Regions from separate parts of the Mus musculus genome. Here all the other regions are linked to region 1. A link is a contact called in public promoter capture Hi-C data. All regions are on one chromosome and are shown on one strand. The core of a region is the stretch at or near the end of the contact, and the rest is flanking DNA. Distances in the headings are between cores, read along the strand shown.

What was found. Promoter capture Hi-C pulls out the DNA fragments that hold promoters and counts their contacts.
Region 2: a promoter capture Hi-C map of liver shows a contact between it and region 1, with 8 times the contacts expected there. The contact joins the promoter of Pgam2 here to the promoter of Tbc1d10a in region 1. A contact is called at or near these places in 2 of 39 promoter capture datasets (liver and pre-B cells).
Region 3: a contact with region 1 is called in a promoter capture Hi-C map of liver, with 4 times the contacts expected there. The contact joins the promoter of Ube2d-ps here to the promoter of Tbc1d10a in region 1. A contact is called at or near these places in 2 of 39 promoter capture datasets (liver and pre-B cells).

Annotation. Positions count from the first base shown.
Region 1 is chr11:4,185,092-4,189,500 of GRCm38.p6, forward strand. Tbc1d10a (TBC1 domain family, member 10a) reads left to right here and starts at 1,742. Exons shown (of 9, transcript NM_134023.1): 1 at 1,742-2,008. The coding sequence starts at 1,800.
Region 2 is chr11:5,801,921-5,806,329 of GRCm38.p6, forward strand. Pgam2 (phosphoglycerate mutase 2) reads right to left here and starts at 1,876. Exons shown (of 3, transcript NM_018870.3): 1 at 1,355-1,876; 2 at 1,079-1,259. The coding sequence starts at 1,768.
Region 3 is chr11:5,759,539-5,763,947 of GRCm38.p6, forward strand. It overlaps Ube2d-ps (ubiquitin-conjugating enzyme E2D, pseudogene), which reads left to right and starts at 2,612. Exons shown (of 7, transcript NR_015577.1): 1 at 2,612-2,702. It also overlaps a transcript of Urgcp not described here.

The DNA.
Region 1 (4,409 bases), core at 492-2,991:
TCCAGTCCTCCCTCACTCTCTGGTAACCATTATTCTTTGTACCTACAGATTTGCTGCTTCTAGATATTCCAGTATCTATGATTATTAATGATTTTGTGTGTTCAGTTTTTGTTTGTTTCTTTGTTTAAGACAGGGTCTTGTCTTGCTTACCCTTTCTTTTTTGCTTTCAAGATATATCTACATTGCATACTTATTAGTGCTTTATTCTTTTCATGGCTGAATTATGTCCATTGTATGGACATACCACATTTATACACTCTTAATTGGTGAAAGTCATTTGAATATTTTTTCTTTTTCTTTTCTTTTTCTCTCTATTTGACCAGGTAGCATTATTTTCATTTTTCTTCGGTAGAATTTCCTAGGAGGAGGATGCAATGTTTGCACAACTCTGTACGGATGCTAAAGAACCATGGGACTGTACCTTTTTTTTTTTTTTTTTTTTTCGAGACAGGGTTTCTCTGTGTAGTCCTGGCTGCCCTGGAACTCACTTTGTAGACCAGGCTGGCCTCAAACTCAGAAATCTGCCTGCCTCTGCCTCCCGAGTGCTGGGATAAAAACCACCACGCCCAGCTTTGTACTTTTTTTTTTTTTTTTTTTTTTGAGATAGGATTTTTATTTGTAGCCCAGTCAGTCTGTCCGGAACTTGTAAACTGTTTTAGCCTACAGAGTACAGGCATCTGTTATCATGCCTAATTTATCTTTAATTTTTATGTATTTGTGCATGTGTAGGTGTGTCGGTGGGGTGATGGAATTTAAATATAGGAAGTATGTATATACCTTAAATAGATGGAAGTGGTGGTATGCTAACCATATTTCAATAAAACTATTGGGGAGTCAGGCAGGATAGCCCACATCTGTAATCCCAGCACTTGGGAGACAGGGAGGGCCCTAGACTACATAGTAAAGTCAAAGCCACTTTGGAGACCCTATCTCAAAGAAAAACAATACAAATCAACCCTCACCAGAAAGGTGTTGGGAAGAAAAAGGTAGAGCTTAGGTCTGATATATATATATGTGTGTGTGTGTGTGTGTGTGTGTGTGTGTGTATGTGTATATATATATATATATATATATATATATATATATAATTTGGTTTTGGGTTTTGGTTTTTCGAGACAGTGTTTCTCTGTGTAGCCCTGGCTGTCCTGGAACTAACTCTGCAGACCAGGCTGGCCTCGAACTCAGAAATTCGCCTGCCTCTGCCTCCCAAGTGCTGAGATTAAATTAAAGGCGTGAGCCATCTTGCCCGGCTGTTCTGTATTATTCTTATAGGGTCTCCCACGAGCTAATTTGCATCCCCCTAAGCAGAACAGCCAGGTGGTTCAGATCCCTAAGCCCACTTGCGTCTCATCACTGTTCTTGAAAATGACCTGGCGAAGTAGCGCTACCCACGACCCTGTTTCCCATGGAGGCAGAGACCTTAGGACCTCTAGGGAAGCCCTAGACCTTCTGCCAGAGAGCAGCAGCAGGTGACACACCAGCTCCGGGCCAACCCGGAAAAGCCAGACGAGCTAGTCCAGGTGAGTTTTTGTGATTGGCAGCCAGGGAAGGCGGGCCCTTGGTGACGGTTGTCCCGCCCCCTCACGTCGGTCCACTTGGCGCCAGGCTGGAGGAGGGGCGAGGCTCGGGACCCTCGGCACCCATTGGGCGCGTGGTGGGAGCTCCCTGGGTATCCGCCCCCAGCTTTGTGGCAGCCAATGGGCACAGTGCGTGGGAGGGGCGTCGGCAGCGTCGGCGGAGGCCGGGCGGCTCAGGCGGCTGAGGTGGCCGCTGGCGCTCTGGTGGCGGGCGCGGCCGATATGGCGAAAAGCAGCAGAGAGAATGGGCCGCGCGAGCCCGCAGCAGGCGGGAGCCTGTCTGGGACCCGGGAAAGCCTGGCCCAGGGCCCCGACGCCGCCACCGCCGACGAGCTGAGCTCGCTCGGCTCCGACTCGGAGGCCAACGGCTTCGCCGAGCGCCGCATCGACAAGTTCGGATTCATCGTGGGTTCGCAGGGCGCCGAGGGCGCGTGAGTAGCTCTGGGGTCTGGGCCGGGCGCGGGACCAGCACAGGCGTGGGCCTGACCCACCAACGTGTCTCCACTGTCCCAACCCCACAGATACGCCGCAAGCGGCAGCCTACTTTCTACCTACGAACAGAAAGGCCATTCCCTTCCTCCTGGTCTTCCCCAAACCGACTGATCCATACCCTCCAAGGAGAGTATCCCCGATGGGGGTTTCCCATCTCCAGCTCATAATCTCGCAGGTTACTCTGGCCTTAAAGCTTTGCCACCCCCTGACACGCGCACAGATGGCTGCCCCATACTTTGCCCACAGCTATTCTCCATCTCCCCCTACCCCACAGAATCCTTGTCTCGCCACCTCAGTATCGGCACCCCAGGAAATCTTAAGACTTCAGGACTCCGAGCTATTCCAGGTCGCGCTAACCCTTACCTCCAGACACATATCTCAGAAGGATTGACACTGGCCAGCCCCCTCCCAGAGGGTCCCATCTTGACTCCCAGTTTCTTTTCATCATGGAAAGGTCTCTCCTCATTACACACCCTCTGCCAAAAGGCAGCTTTGTCCATTGTCACAGGCAACAGGTGGGCCGACACTCCTTCCCAGTAGTTATAGGGCACCTCAACTCTAGGACTCCCCTGTCAGCTTCATCACAGGGGAGCCAGCCAGTAGACTCCCAGGCTGCCGTGTTTATGTCCTTCCTTCCCAAATCCAGATCTAGGACTGGAGAAGGAGGGAGACAGCACCCCACCCTTGAGCTACCAGGTACCCAGCTTTCCATTAGAGAAAGCTGAGGCAGGAGTAACACCTTCCCTCCAAGCTGAGCATGTTGGGCTACAGATTTGTACACAGCAGAACCCCTAGAAGCCCGCCCTCCCAGAGACTGCGGATGCGATCTGGTGGTCTCTTCAGGAAGATGGCCTCTAGATCCTGCTTTCATTCCACTTGTCTTGTGATAGGAGACTAGCGCCATACCCAGAACTGACAAGCCTCCCTGTCATAGTGTACCTCCCAGTTTATAGAGCCTCACAGGCACCATGGAAGCCCTACGCCAGTATATATTCTCCCTCTCCTCTGACTGATTGTGACTGCCCAGGATGTCCCCAGCTGTTCTTGGGACTTACAGAAGTGCTTGATTATCTTAAGAACCCACTCCATGAAGCTGTCCCATATAAATGTCACTTCCACCATATCACCCTCCCTCCCCAAGAGTCTCTTATTCACGAGGCCTCCTCCTCCTTAGAAGGAGAAAATTTTAAATCCAGGCCTCTGACCTATGTTTCCTCCCACCCACTGGATCTGTCTCTTCCAACCTTTCTTTCTTGCTCACATTAGACTAAGCCTGGTCCAGTTCAGAACCAGGAGAAGCCCTCATTCTCACCTTTCACCCTGTATGAGCTTGTGGGAACCTAGAGAGAGGGTTTAGGCTGTGTTTCAGTTGGGGCAAGATCATCAGGGACCCTTCCTGGGCCCTTCCTCAGGGATCAGGGGCCCAGGAAGGGTGAGGTCTTGAGGGGGTGGGAAAGGAATTCTCAGTTTTATCTGTGGGGTCTTGGACGTAACAGTCACGTTTGCTGGTAAATTCTAAAGCATGAGAACTCTTCTGTGGTTATTGGATTTTTACCCAGATTTCAGGGTGCAGGGCGATATGATAGAGTGAGGAAGGGCCAGATTTAGGGATCCTACCTGCTGGCTGTGTGACCTTGGGTAGATCTTGAGTCCCTAGCCTGTTTAGTCAAGGGAAAAAGTAGTGTGTATACCCATTGCTGCTGAGGAACATGAAACCGGATATATGGAAGCATCCCGCACCATGCCTGGCACAGGAATAGCCCAAGAAATCGCTTTCTTTCTCCTTCTAAGGGTCTGAGAAATGAAGAGAAAAATTAGGGCGTACCTCTGGTATTTGTGGGAAGAGACGCAATGGGAGCACCTCCCTTTGGCTCTCATCCCAAAAATCTCAGCCTGCTGTTCATCTTCTCCACCTTCCAATAGCACACTTAGGATACAACCCCACAGGTGCCCTCCACGTCTCTGATGTCTGTTAGGCCAAGTCTGAAGTGAGACCCTAGATCTGTTTCTGTCTCCCTGCCTCGTTTCCTTCAGCTTGTCCATTAGCAAAATCTCTGGTATCAGAGAACTTGGATCTTCCTTGTTTAGTTTATACTGTGTTTTGAAAAAAGCCAAAAGTAAGTCCCTGCCCAAGGCCATACGAGGGGAAGTTTGTGACCGCCCTGAACCTAGTCTCGTGGTTGAGGGCTAGGAGTACATGTGCTATCCCAGAGAAGTGAAACATTAGCACAAATGGCCTGCAGAATCCGGATGGAGACTCTGTCTCCAGATTAAAGGTCTGTTTCAGACATCGGGGGCCAAAGGTTGTCCCAGCACAGGTCAGTTTTGGTGGTTGTCAAG
Region 2 (4,409 bases), core at 626-3,125, 1.6 Mb after region 1:
CACAAAAGTGTGCCTAAGAGTTAAGGGAGACCTGGCTGCAGAAATAGCCCAACAGAGAGACGAGAACACCCTCCATGAATAGCTGTGGCACACGCATGCTCAGCCCAGTGTGAGCTGGCTAAAGAAGGTTTGGAAGGGTGACATTTGGTTTCTAGAGCTTCTAAATTCTGACCCGGGAGGAACAGGAAACCTGACCCACTGCCTGCTCCTGCAGCCCCTGCCTGGAATAGCAGCTCAACCTTTGCTCTTGCCACCGCACCCCTACCAACAGGGAGGACCTGGGAATGTTCCCTAGGCACACCCCGTGAACCTCTTTCCCAGAACACAGCCCAGGGAGGAGGGGCAGGGGCAGAACCCTCGGGTTGCCGCTAGGCGCTGGAGACGTGGATCACACCCCAACCCCTTCTTAGGATCCCACCGAGTCTAAAGGTCACCCAGAATCTAATATAGACGTCCGGTGTCTACGACCCAGTTGGGACCATAATTGGTAACCTCCCTACACTGCTATGCCCCCCTTCCAGGCCTGTCTACTAGCCCTTGCTCTTCAGTTAGGAGCACCACCACAGGCCTAAGATTTTAAGTAGCTCCATATTTCTGCACTCTGCTGCCTTTTTTTAGCCTATAGAAGACTGAGAGGTGGGGGAACACATGGTTCAGGTCTGTGTGGGTGGATGGACTATGTATTGTACCTGAGGCAAAGGGGCCTCAGAGTCAAGGCACTTTGTACATAGACTTGAGAGAAAAAGAGGAAATGCAGGCAGCACCAGGAGAGAGAGCAAGAGTTTTATAACAGCTCAAGTGGCTTGATTCAGCAGGAAGCCAATACTTGGCGTTGATGGCCAGAGCTCTGACCTCTTTCCCCAGTGGGTGCCAGAAGCCTGCTCTACCTATGATCAGCTCCTGTGGGGTGCCTCAGCTATGCTGTCTGTGCTGACTACATAACTGGAAATGGGACAACACAAAGTATTACAAAACTCCTGCCTCCATCAACTTCTGAAACCCTGACATCTGTAAAATAGCTGAAACCAATGAACCGCAGTGGTTTCTGTCTCACATCTTTCCTGAGAGTAGGCCTCACCTTCCAGATGTTTCACAATGCCCCGAAGGCTGTTCCCATGGGCTGCAATAAGCACTCTCTGGCCAGCCTTAATCTTAGGTGCGATCTCCTCATTCCAGAAGGGCAAAGCCCGGGCAATGGTGTCCTTGAGACTTTCACAGGTAGGCAGCTCCTCAGGCTTCAAGCCTGCATAGCGGCGGTCCTGGGGACAAGGGCACAGGAACATTTCGCTTTTGTTTACTGGGTAGCCCTCCCCCCTGGGCTCCCAACCTTCCAGCTTCCCGGCATCTGGCCCACCTTGCTGATGGAGGTGTAGTAGTTGTGTTTCTCATCCATGGGTGGTGGTGGGGTGTCAAAGGAACGCCTCCAGATCTTCACCTGCTCCTCCCCGTGCTTTGCAGCCGTCTCAGCCTTATTGAGGCCTGTGAGGCCACCATAGTGCCGCTCATTGAGGCGCCAGGTACGCACCACGGGCACCCACATTTGGTCCGTAACATCCAGGATGGTCCAAAGGGTGCGGATTGCCCGCTTCAGCACCGACGTGTAGCAGATGTCAAACTCTATCTTGGCATCTTTGATAGCGGTGGCCCCCCGCTTGGCCTCCTCTGCTCCCTTCTCACTCAGCTCTGCATCAAACCAGCCACAGAAACGGTTCTCTTGGTTCCATAAGCTCTCACCGTGGCGAACCATTACTAGGCGGTGGGTGGTCATGGTGGCGGGGGACACAGGAACTCTAGGTGGCAGCTGCTTGCTTGGCCCTTTAGGCTTTATAACAGTTTTCCCAGCCCCCACCCCAGCCCTAACTGCCAATCAGCATTCCAGGAGATACAGGCAGAGGCAGGCAACCAGTAGCAGAACTGGGGGTGGGGTGTAGTCCAAGGAGCTGAACTTAAAAATAGTCTCACAAAATCATCAGCTCAGATGACAAGCCCCATAACCAGCTGGCACCTGGTAACAAGCCGCATGGGGCTGCAGAACTGGACCAGGGTGAAGGGCAGGAGTCAACCTGGGGGTGTTCTCCATGTGGAGACACTCTTGACATCAGCAGCTTTCAATCACAATTGGCCCTCTCCTGATCGGGTAGAAACAACTATTCCAGGCCCTTTTCTGATATATACATATGTTTAAAGACAGAGTTGAATTGTGTGACTCAAGCTGCAATCTCTCTTCAGTCTCTTAATACAATTAAGAACAAGCGCATCTCAGGAAGAAGTCTAGCCTAGTGTCAAGGTCAAGGGTATGTATAAGATATCCATACAAAGAGGTCAGTGTGTAAGTAAATAAGTAGGCGTGTCTGCAACAGTGATTGTTCTCTGCCCAGGTGCCTGTCCCAGCGTACATGCATTGTCTGTGTTGCTGTGTTGGTGAGACGGAGTGAGCACACACGTTTTACCAGGCAGATACCCCCACCCCACTAAGTATGGAGGATGAGGAGCAGTTGCTTTGAGAGGTGCACAGGATGAGACAGCTCCCCAGATGATACTCAGGTGAGCTAGAAGAACACTGAGGGCAGAGCTGGGAGCCCTACAGGAAGGGTACACTGGGTTGAGGTACCAGTAAAAAACAGAACACCCTAAGGGACTGGAGAGATGGCTCCTCAAGAGCACTTCCAAAGGACCCAGATACAATCTCCAGTACCCACATTGGGCAGCTCACCACTACCTGCAACTATAGCTCCAGGGGCATCCAACAGGTCTGGTCTCAGTGTATACCTGCACTAATGTGCACATTTCCTACCCACAATTAAAAATAAACTTAAAGACATTTTAGAACCTGGTTGTGCACACCTTTAATCCTACCCCCTGCCCAAGTGCTGGGATTAAAGACATGCACCACTGTCACCCCTCTGATGTTGTTTTTTTTTTTTTTTTTTTTTTTTGGCGGGGGGGAGGGGTCAAAACAGGGTTTCTCTGTATAGCACTGGCTGTCCTGGAACTCACTTTGTAGACCAGGCTGGCCTCGAACTCAGAAATCTGCCTGCCTCTGCCTCCCGAGTGCTGGGATTAAAAGCGTGCCCCACCACTGCCCAGCCCCCTGTGTTGTTTTAAAGACAGGCTCTCACTATGCAGCTTTAGCTGGCCTGGTACTTGCTATGTAGACCAGGCTGACCTGGTACAGAGGTCTATAAGGATCTGCATTACAACACCTGGCTGGTGTGGCTAATAAACTCTGGTTAAAAATACAGGGCCAAGGCAGGCAGGGGTGGCACACACCTTTAATCCAAGCACTTGGGAGGCAGAGGCAGGCGGATTTCTGAGTTCGAGGCCAGCCTGGTCTACAGAGTGAGTTCCAGGACAGTCAGGGCAACACAGAGAAATCCCATCTCGGAAAAAAAAAAATGCAGGAGCCAGAGCAAGGTGTGGTGGTTGAGAGCCTGTACTGCTCTTGCAAAGAACTCAGTTCAATTCCTGTCACCCAGGTCAGATAGCTCACAACCACCTGTAACTCAAATCCCTGGGGGTCTAATGCCTTCTTCTGGTTTCAGTGGATACTACACTCATGTGCACAAACCCACACTCTTTCACACACACACATATACACATGATGTTTAAATTAAAATAAGTATTCAGACTACAGCACCTATCAAAATTGTTTTGTTACTTAGCAAAATATACAACTATCCTTAATATATGCAGAAAATACCTTTTACAAATCTAACACTCTTTCATAGTACGCACTTCCAGACTAGGAATAAAAGGGAGGTGCTCTCTGTTCTCTGACACCGTGGTGGAGGAAAGTTATAACTGGCTGGGAAGCAAGATCCTCATCTTACATCCTTTACCAAACTATGGTCAAGTTGACCGTCTTTGTCATTTCTGGTAAAGGCTATCTATGACAAACTGTGACAGCTAACATCAGACTTAACAATGAAGGCCAAGATGAGAAGCAAGGTCCTCACACTCCCTATCTAGGGACAACACAGCACAGAGGTGCAAGCCAGGACAATTAAAGATATCTAGATTGAAAGGAGGAAGTACAATTATTTCTGTGTGCAGATAGCTTGGCTTTCTATACAGACTCAATCCTAGGACTCGAGCATAAGAACAGTAGGTGAGTTGGCGAGGTTGCAGGAATGCAAAAGTCAACTGTATTTCTACTCACTAGTAATAAGTAATCTGAAATGAAATTGACAAATAATTCCCCTTAATTCAGCGTTTGAAGAATAGAGCACATGGGCTTTTCCCCTCTTTGCGAGGGTTCCCGGGCTGGTTTTAAACTCCAGGGCTTACAGGGATGAACCCACACTGGGTTTAGGAATAACAAAAGGTAAATAAAATGTATACTCTTAAAAACTTAAAATGGCCCGGCAGGGTGACTCAGCAGGTAAAGGCTATGCTTACCAAGCCAGCCA
Region 3 (4,409 bases), core at 1,362-3,861, 1.6 Mb after region 1:
CTAGGACTAGAGATGTGCACCATCCTGCCTGGCTGTTAGTTTTTTTGAGACAGGGACTCACTTGCAACCCAGGCTGGCCTGAACTAACAGCAATCCTCTTGTCTTGGCCTCACAAGAGCTGGAATTATAGGCACAAGACACCAACTCCAGTTACATTTGTTTATTTTTTTTAATGGGAGACTCTAGATGTTGCCCAGGTTGGCCCTAACTCACGATATTCCTTTCTCAGTTTCCAAAGTAGCTAGAGTACAAATGAGAGCCACTGCACCCAACTGGAAACATGCACCCAGGTGGGCTGTGAAAACATGACTCCAGAAGCAAAGTCTTGTACTTAAGCCATCTGAGTGAAGTTTCAACTAGCTTTGGAAGATTACTCAAGAAAAACAAAGGAAGCTTTCCAGATAAAAGTAGGCCACAGGGCTGGAAAGATAGCCCAGTGGTCTAGAGCACTTGTTCTTGCAAAAGACCCAGGACTACATGGTGGTTCACAACCATCTTTAATTCCAGTTCCAGGAAATCCAACCCCTCTTCTGACCTCTTCAAACCACTGTGGACACATACACACAAATATAAACACACAGGCAAATATTCATACATATATATGTATATACACACATATATATATGTATGTAATATATGTGTAATAAAATGAAAAGAATCTAAAAAAAAGAAAGAGTCAAGGTGTAAAGATATAGAAGATGGGGCTGGAGGGATGGCTTAGTGGTTAAGATCACTGGCTGCTCTTCCAGAGGTCCTGAGTTCAGTTTCCAGCAACCCCATGGTGGCTCACAACCATCTGTAATGGGATCTGATGCCCTTTTCAGGTGTTTCTGAAGACAGCCACAGTGTACTCATATACATTAAATAAATGGTTTTTTTTTTTAAATGATAGAAGGTGCAGGATGGGTAGATCTCTGTGAGCTGAATGAAGGCCAGCCTGGTCTACAGAGTGAGCTCCGGGATAGCCAGGGCTCTACAGAGACCCTGTTTTGAAAGATCTGCCTGCTTCTGCCTCTAGAGTGATGGGATTAAAGGCATGAGCCACCACCACAATAGCATAACTAAAGGTAAGGAAGTAAAACTTAAAGACAGCAGACCCTAAGGGATCACAGAGAGCCCTGAATGTATTCCCACAGGCCACAGATCTTCCTTGTGGAGTTTTGGAAGAGGGTGGAGCTTGGTAAGGCTTATAGTTTAGAGGACAGTTCATGACATGTGTTTAGGATAAACTAGGAGAATAGGTGAATGGCATATAGGAATCTGGCTGGGAAACCATTTAAGTGTTCGATTCATTGTTTTTGTTTTGGGCAGGGTTTGTATGCGTATGTGCAGGAACATGACAGAGGCCAGAGTAGAATGCCAGATATATGACAGAGTAAATGCTACTCTTTGTGCCTTACTGCTTTTGGTGCAAGGTCTCTCACTGAACTGGAATCTCACTATCTATGCTAAGGTAGCTCCAGGGATCCTGTCATGCCGGCTACCCAGTGCTGGGGTTAGAGACATGAGTAGCCAACCTCACCTTTTCTGTGGGTACTAATGATCTCAGGGCCCCATGCTTGCACCACAAGCACTCCTATCTACTATCTCCTCAGCTCCTCTAGTTTTAGATTTTCCTTTGGGGATCTTTCTCTCTTTCTTTCTTTCTTTCTTTCTTTCTTTCTTTCTTTCTTTTTTTGGTTTTTCCAGACAGGGTTTCTCTGCATAGCTCTGGCTGTCCTGGAACTCACTTTGTAGACCAGGCTGGCCTTGAACTCAGGAATCCGCCTGTCTCTGACTCCTGAGTGCTGGGATTAAAGGTGTGCGCCACCACGCCCGGCTTTTTTTTTTTTTTTAAGACATGGTCTTACTCTGCAATCCAGGCTGGCCTCAAACTCACTATGTAGCCCAGTCTGGTGTTGGAACACCTTTGGTCCAGAGCAACTGCACTAGCATACCCTATTAGGTTTATCTGTCTGGAAACAATATATATGATTATTTATATAGAGAGTCCAGATTCTTTACTGTATGAGGCACGCTGATATTATGTATTTTGCCATATTCTATTTCATTTCCAAGATGTTGGCTACAATCTATTACACAGATTTTGTGACATACCACTAAGTTCTTTACACTTGGTCTTAAACAGTTCGATGTCTTGGGGAAAGGGAAGCAGAGTTTAGCTTGGGATGTGCACTTTCAGGCTGAGTCTCAATAGCGGCAGTGCATTGAAGCCAACTAAGTACTACTGAAAATGCAGCTCTCCAGACATGTAGATGCATCTGTGCTCAGCACCTACGCGTATTCAGAAATATCTGTAACACTTCTGCCCAGAAAGCATATAAAAGTGAATGTATACTTACAGCGCTGACAACCACTAAGCTCAGGAGTTAAGTGACAGCCTGGGGAGGAGCCCAGGGAGGGGCAGAGAGCATAGCGTGTGGCACCTGCGGTTTCAGGCATGTCCTGGTGCCCAGGCCCCTCGCCTAGCAGAAACCAGAGCCACAGGGCCGTGACCGTGGCCGAGTAACTGACCGTGCGCGACTCCGTGGTCAGACCCAGGACTGCTGCGCGCACTAGCTACCCACAGCGCACCGCGGCGCGCACGCGTAGAGCGCCGTTCCCGGCGTGCAGCGTTGCGGCCCAGGCGGCCGTCTTAGTCTGCCCCGCAGGGCCGGTGGGGCACGAGCAGCGGGAACATGGCTCTAAAACGGATCCAGAAGGTAAGAGTGGCGGAAACGGGGTCCTCCCGCCCGTCCACTCTGCGGGCTGTCGCAGCGAATAGAACCCCGCGGCTGAGGTGCGGCAGGGCGCACTGACACTTGCCCCGCGCGAGTTCCGCCGCGGTCGGCGCAGACTTAGGAGGTGGCTGAGTGCCTCTGGCGGGCGACTCGCGGGGGCGGAGTCATGCGACCGGGTCACGTGCGCGCGCAGCTTTGGGCGGAGTTTAGGGAAGCAGAGGGGTGTCTCCCAGGGTGCCTAGCACGAGAGGCTGAGCTGCGGGAGAATTTCATCCCGTAGGTTTGTATTAGCCCATTAACCTAGAGCCTGGTAATTGCATCTCAGAAAAAGAAGCCACCAATCCACCCTTTACCATTTGTTAACGTTTTAGCCTATCCACTTTTCGTCCTTTTCCTAAAGAAAATTATTTTATATTTCTAAGTTGTTTTTTGTTCCGTTTTGGTTTGGTTTGGTTTGGTTTTTTGAGACACGGCCTCCTGGCAGACCCAGAACTCGCTATGTAGACAAGGCCAGCCTCAAACTCACAGAGATCCTCCTGCCTCTGGTTGCCGAGGGGCGTGCACCACCATACCCTGCATTATACTGTAATTTATGATCCATGTTTTCACATAGTATTAATAGTTGGAATTTTTTTAAAGATTTATTTATTTATTTATTTATTTATTTATTTATTATATGTAAGTACACTGTAGCTGTCCTCAGACACTCCAGAAGAGGGAGTCAGATCTCGTTACGGATGGTTGTGAGCCACCATGTGGTTGCTGGGATTTGAACTCCTGACCTTCGGAAGAGCAGTCGGGTGCTCTTACCCATTGAGCCATCTCACCAACCCTAGTTGGGATTTTCTATACTGCAAAATGGTATTTATAACCTCTTTTTTAAAGGATTTGGGGCCGGGCGTGGTGTTGCATACCTTTTATCCCAGCACTTGGGAGGCAGAGGCAGACGGAGTTCGAGGACAGCCTGATCTACAGAGGACAGCCAAGGCTATACAGAGAAACCCTGTCTCGAAAAACCAAAAAAAAAAAAAAGATTTGCTCACTTATATGTGGGTGTAAGGTGCCCTGTGTAGGTGCCAAGAATCATACTCAGGAGCTCTGGAAGAGCAGTTCATGCCCTTAACCACTGAGCCATCTCTCCAGCCCTATGACCCTAACTTTTAGCATTAGCATGATTCTTTCCACCAAGTGGATCCAGGTTATGTGTCTCAATTAGATTTCTGTCGCTGTGATAAACACCATAACCAGAAGCAGCTTGGGAGGAGAGGGAAGCCAAAGCAGAGACCTGGAGGCAGAAACTGAAGAAGAGGCCATGGAGCAGGGCTGCTTGCTGGTGTGTGCCAGTTTGCTTTATTCTATACCCCAGGACCATGTGCCAGTTAGGGCACCGTGCACAGTGGACTGGGCTCTTTCTTCTACATCAGTCAAGTAAATGTCTCAGACATTTGTCTACAGGACAGTCTGATGGAGGGATTTGCTGGGTTGAGGTTACCTCTTCCCAAATGACCCTCCAAGTCGATTGACCCCTTATCAACTTAATATACCAATAGATTGTTATTAAACCATAATCTTTTCTTTTTTTGTTTATCCCCAAGAGCTCATAATAATATCACAATACAAAATACATTGCAACTTTTAAATAATGTGCTTGGTTTTTCTTAAGTTCTTTTGTGTATTGGTGTTTCCTCT